Linked DNA regions of Gossypium hirsutum: region 2 is linked to region 1. Evidence: chromatin contacts called from public Hi-C data. All regions are on one chromosome and are shown on one strand. The core of a region is the stretch at or near the end of the contact, and the rest is flanking DNA. Distances in the headings are between cores, read along the strand shown.

What was found. Hi-C and Micro-C count contacts between places; a contact is called where the count stands out from the background.
Region 2: a contact with region 1 is called in a Hi-C map of leaf, with 5 times the contacts expected there. The contact joins the promoter of LOC107910229 here to the promoter of LOC107940315 in region 1. A contact is called at or near these places in 3 of 34 Hi-C or Micro-C datasets (callus and leaf).

What each region holds. Positions count from the first base shown.
Region 1 is chrD06:1,624,092-1,626,967 of Gossypium_hirsutum_v2.1, reverse strand. LOC107940315 (probable protein phosphatase 2C 12) reads right to left here and starts at 1,412. Exons shown (of 10, transcript XM_041094930.1): 1 at 1,239-1,412; 2 at 553-850; 3 at 238-409. The coding sequence starts at 750.
Region 2 is chrD06:1,754,013-1,756,888 of Gossypium_hirsutum_v2.1, reverse strand. It overlaps LOC107910229 (protein WEAK CHLOROPLAST MOVEMENT UNDER BLUE LIGHT 1), which reads right to left and starts at 1,511. Exons shown (of 3, transcript XM_041094936.1): 1 at 1,423-1,511.

The DNA of each region.
Region 1 (2,876 bases), core at 163-2,662:
TATCTATATGGACATAAAACAGTTAGTTGAGTAAGAAAGGATACTACCTAAGTCTACATTGATATGAGCATAAGTACTACAATAGAGGAGTGCATGAACAACATGCATAAACAGTAGCAACCACTCCCAAAGAAAGTGCATAACTGTATAGACAAATATTCCTTTTTATCCAAAGGTTATCCTATAAAACATATACTATACACAGATGTATTGACATAAAAATAAAATAATTCTTACCTCTCTGTTGAAAATCTTTATCTGTTTTAACAAAACCTGCAACCAAAGCTCTCGGAAGGGCAGCAACCCATTCATCTCTATTAAGATCTGCCGGAATGGCACTTAGAACATTGTTAAGAAGATTCTCTTTCGTGTAAATAGCAGCTGCAGATCCATTGTGTCCGTCAAAGAGCTGCCAAAATATATTTTTTTTTAAATAACGTTTAGCAATACCAGCCTATAAAAGTTTATAAATCTTTATATTCCAGTGCTGCAAATTACATGCTTTTAAGATTAGCGTTGATTTAGGTAGTATGAGAGACCCAAAATTCATACCCCAAAAACCGAGAATGTGGTGAAACCATCTCCTAGCGCTCTTTGGCATTCTGTTTTAAGCAACGTAAAATCTTCACCTTTCTTGCTGTGACTTGCTAGCCCGTGTACAATCTCCGGGTCTTCGATCTTTTCGCTAGCTAATTCACGTTTCAATAAAACCGACAGCGGTACCGTTTGATGCTCACCTCTCGTAGACATTGTTTCTTAATTTTCCAAATCCAAAAAAAACCACGTCAACGGCTAAAATTCACCTCAAAAACAATGCCTCTTAACCCTCCATGGATTACACTCAAAGATCCTAAAAGATGCACACGATGCAGGCTTTTCAATAATCAAATCGCGAAATAACCGAAATTAATATTTGAATCCATCAACAATAATCTGAAACAATTACAATTAAACAACAATGGCTAGGGCAAAAAACATCGAGATCTTCCACAAAAAAATCCGATTTACATAAAAATCTGAACGAGTCGATCAGATTCTTGATCGAAAACCGGAATCAATGTAGACATTAAAAAATTACAAAAAAAAATCCTCTGAATCTGTTAACCATAATAGAAAAGAAAAACAAAACGAATCTTAGATATGGATATGAAAAACATAACAAAATTGAATAATCCAAAAAAAAAAAAAAGGAAAATTACAAAGAAATCGATTGATTTGCAAATGGAGGAGGAGATTACGTCGCCGAGGAATTGAATTAATCTCTACGATCGAGAGAAATGCAGATCGTGGCGCCCTGCAAATAAACAATTTTTTTTTTGTTGATCGATAAAAAAAAAACTCTTTCTGTGAGAGAGAGGATAAATGAGAAACATAAAGGGGAAAATTTTTAAATAAATAAATAACAAATTCCCTTTTTTTTACAACGCCCTTTTTTTTGCCTTTTTATAATATCTGACGTGGCAAAAACGGCGGGATTATGCTTGACTCGGCTGCACGAACCAGAAATAGCCGTTCGTTTTCAAGCCGATGTATGTATTTGACCTTTGGGTCCACCATTGGGTGTGTATTGACCGTTGGATTAAGGTTGATTTAGAATCTAAAGATCATAATCAAACGTATTTTCAGTACTATGGCCCACAATGAGAAATATTCGTGGGCCACACCTTTACTCCCTTTTTTTATATAAAGGTCTAATTTTGTTTTATGTCCTCTATTGTGCAGAAATTTAGGATTTAATCCCTCTGGTTTTAACTTTGTATAATTTGGTCAATATAAAGCAATCCCTGTACTATTCATTTATATAGTTATGGTTACGTGAAAATTCAATCAGTCCTTTTTAGATGCCAAATTAAATGTTTAATGTCACTTTTATTTAGTGGAATCAATTAACAATGTTATCAATTTGGACCTACTAATAACATTGTAAAAATAAAAGATTGTTGAGGAGTCAAACTCACAACATCCTCGGTGTTGTGTTCTTAGGGTGTCTATGCTCAATTTTTGTATCAATTTTGTTCCCTCATCCTTGAAGAGGGCATGAGAGTGTCCTTTTGGCCGATAGAGAGTGGTTCACACAAATTAACAACAATGTACAAGTGAGCTACAAGAGATGTTCATTCTATCATAAAGAAGTTTGTGAAATTTGTATGCATTTGAAGAAACTGCAGAGGGGAGAGCCTCACCTACTATGGAAACATCTTACCCATAAATGACCTATGTGCCATACAGGTCATGGGTTCAAACCCCCGTCATGCATAAACTCTTCAATGAGGTGCTCGTACTTGATGGTCTGTTCAAGCATTTACTACACTTCATAATTTTCTTTTATAGTAAAGTCAGAATCACTTGTGGATCTCAATATTACTTCTCAATTGTGTGAACAGTCACCAACAAGGGTTGGATCTAGTGATAAGGCACAATGCACTCTTAACGTGAGATGCAGGTTTGAACTTTGGAAACAATATTGTTGAGAGGGATGGTTACAAACCCTGAACATGAAACGTGAAATGAATATGAAAAATATTAAAAAAAATGTGTGAACCGTCCCCCATTGACCAAAAATGCATCCTCGTACCTAACAGCATAGTGTAAGAAGGATTATGTCTCAACAAGGATCAAATTGCTTCAAATTCGAGTAGAAGACTAAATATCAAATTTTAACATAAGCTGAGGATTAAAGTAAAATTTAAACCATTTATAGAACAAAGTCGACCACTAGCGAATTGATTTTGATGTGTGTGTTTTTATTAAAAATATTTTGAGTATTAATTTAAGACATGGCTGACGCCGGTTAAGCAAAACGACATGTAGGCGCACGATAGCGAAAACTAAGAAAGGACTAAGTCAATTTGTCAATTTCCCCTCAGCTCCCTTAC
Region 2 (2,876 bases), core at 262-2,761, 130 kb before region 1:
CTTAAATAAGAAGCCATAGTTAATTTGATACTCAATTGTTTTAGCATAGCAAAAATGGAAACTAAATCAAGAAAGCAACCTTAATTACTTAAACCGATGTGGTTTAATTATGTCACTAGTCCCTGTACTCTTTGTAATTTTGAAATTTAATCCCTTTTCTCTTCATTAAATTCCAGTAATTTAGTCTTTTTACTTGTCTGATTTAAAAGTTTTAGAAACTAAAGTCTGATAACATTGTTAATAGACCTTCATGGCATTCTAATATTCAAAGATCTGATTTAAAATTCAAACAAGTAGAGAGAGTATAGAAACTAAAGGTCAAAAGTCTAAAAGGTACAGGGACTGAAGGAAGAATTAGACCAATTAAGGTTATAAAATATAATGTACTCATCCAACTCAACCGCCATTTTTTAAAAAAAATTCTCAGAGCTTTCGCTTCCATTTCCGCGGCACAAAAAAAACCACACGATTTGACAATTCACAATCAATGCATAGATTAATGCAAATAAAGACTAAATGTCAGAAGTCTAAAAATACAGGTGCTGAGAAGAATTAGACGAATTAACATTATAATATATTCATCCAACTCAACCGCCATCAATTTTTTTAAAGGAATAATATATAATTTGGTCCCTGAACGTCTCCATTTGCATGTAGTTGGTGCTTGAACTTGTATTCGTCAACCAAGTTGGTCTCTTTACACTAATACCGTTAGTTTGTTCTGACATAACATTTTTAATAAATTTGATAGTGCCATGTGGCAGCCTCTTAGTATGTCACGTGGTAAACATAATTTATTATTTATATTTATAATTTATGTTTGTCACGTGACACACTGAGAGGCTATTATGTGGCATCACCGGATTGGCTAATAGTGCCATATTAGCACAACTAACAATGTTAGTGTGGTGATACCAACCTAGTGGATGAAATACAAGTTCAAGGACCAACTAGATACAAATGGATAAGTTTAAGGGCCAAATTATATATTAACCCTTTTAAAGAAAAACCTTTCGCAATCTGAATAATTTCCACGGCCAAAAAAAAGCATACACACTGTTTTCCACTTAATTCATAATTAATGCATATATTAAACAAAGATTAATGCAAAAAAATAGACTAAATGTCAAGAGTCTAAAAAGTAGAGGGACCGAATGAAGAATTAGACGAATTAATATTATAATCGACTCATCCAACTCAACCGCCATCAATTTAAAAAAAATATATTCTCAGACCTTTCGCTTTCATCTGAATCATTTCCACGGAAAAAAAAGAACAAAAAAAAAAACACTCGATTTTCCACTTAATTCACGATCAATGCATAGATTAAACAGAGATTAATGCAAATCTAATTAATAAATTCCTTTTTTTTCTTGAAAAAAAAGATAGATAAACGAAAAGAGAAAAAGAAAAAGAACATACCGAGATTCAACAAGAAACAAGGAGAGGAAAATTGGAAAGGAAGCAAATGTTAATGATCTCTGAAAAAATTTTAGGTCACAAAATTAAAGGGAGAAAATAAATGAAAAATAAATTATTATTAATAATATAAAATAAATATATAAAAATAAATTTAAGGGTGGGGAAAATTTAGCGCTAAAATTAGAAAAAGGAAGCAGTAGAGAAAAACGGAGAGAATAACACAACACACGCGCCTACCTCGTTTCTCTCTTTTTTGACCGCTGTCTCTCTCGGCTAAGGCTAAATGCCTTTTACGGCTTAGCTCAGCTCAGCTTGCTTTTTTAAATAATATTTACTTTTTTTTTCTTTTTTAAACCTGTATTTTTAGGTAAATTATAGAGTTAAAATTAAAAAACAGTAGTCACCAAAATAATTATTCAACTATTCAAAAATTTTTTTTGTCACCAACCGTTAGAGATGTTCATGGGCTGGGTCGGGTCGAACCTAAGTATGATATTAATATATTTTATGTTTGCCCAAGCTTAACTCGACCCGAAACATGAGCTTAAAATTTTACTCAAACCTGCTAATATTTATAAAAGACTAACCTAAGTCCATTTTAAGCCTGCCCATATTATTTTTAATTTTTTATAAATATTTATATTATATTATATTAATATTTAATAATTTATATATATTTTATTTATTGAATTTTTTTATATAATCATCTTAATATTATTTTAATGTTTACATTAGAGTAGTATTATATATTTTATATAAGTTTATTCTTTTAATGTGTTCTAAATTATATAATATATAAAAAATAATATAATATAAAGTATTATAAAATTAAAAATGAGCCGAACTGGGCTAAGCCTGAGCCTTGAATGTTCAAGTCTTAGCCCAGCCCACATTTTAAATAGGCTTAATTTTTTCTCAAGCCCATTTTTTGGACTTAATAATTTTACCCAAATCCTTCCAAAATTTAGACGGATGATAGCTCGACCTATGAATAGGTCTACTAATTATTAATGAAAATATGATGTGACAAGTTTTAAAATTTACATAATATCAACTTTAACTCTCAAAATTTGTATATTACATCAATTTAATCTCGTGACATGTTGATACTAATAAAAAATTTACATAATTTGTATCGACTATGCATTATCTAATGTCGGTTTCTATGGGCCCAAAAATACACAAAAATATATATTAGGCTTAGTTAGGTGTACCTACATAAATCCATATAATTCAGTATTAAATATCATATATTCATTTGAGTAATCACCATTATCTCTAAATCTTTGGCATGCACCTAAATAATCAAATTTCATGTGATACACCTTCCACAAGGACAATAATCTTCAGGTGGTTGAGACTAGCAATCAAAGAGAGAAGAGCAGTTAGCTAGTGAAAACAACTTCATTCAAATTTATTTATTAACATTATATTTGGTTTTTGGCAGCAAGTGA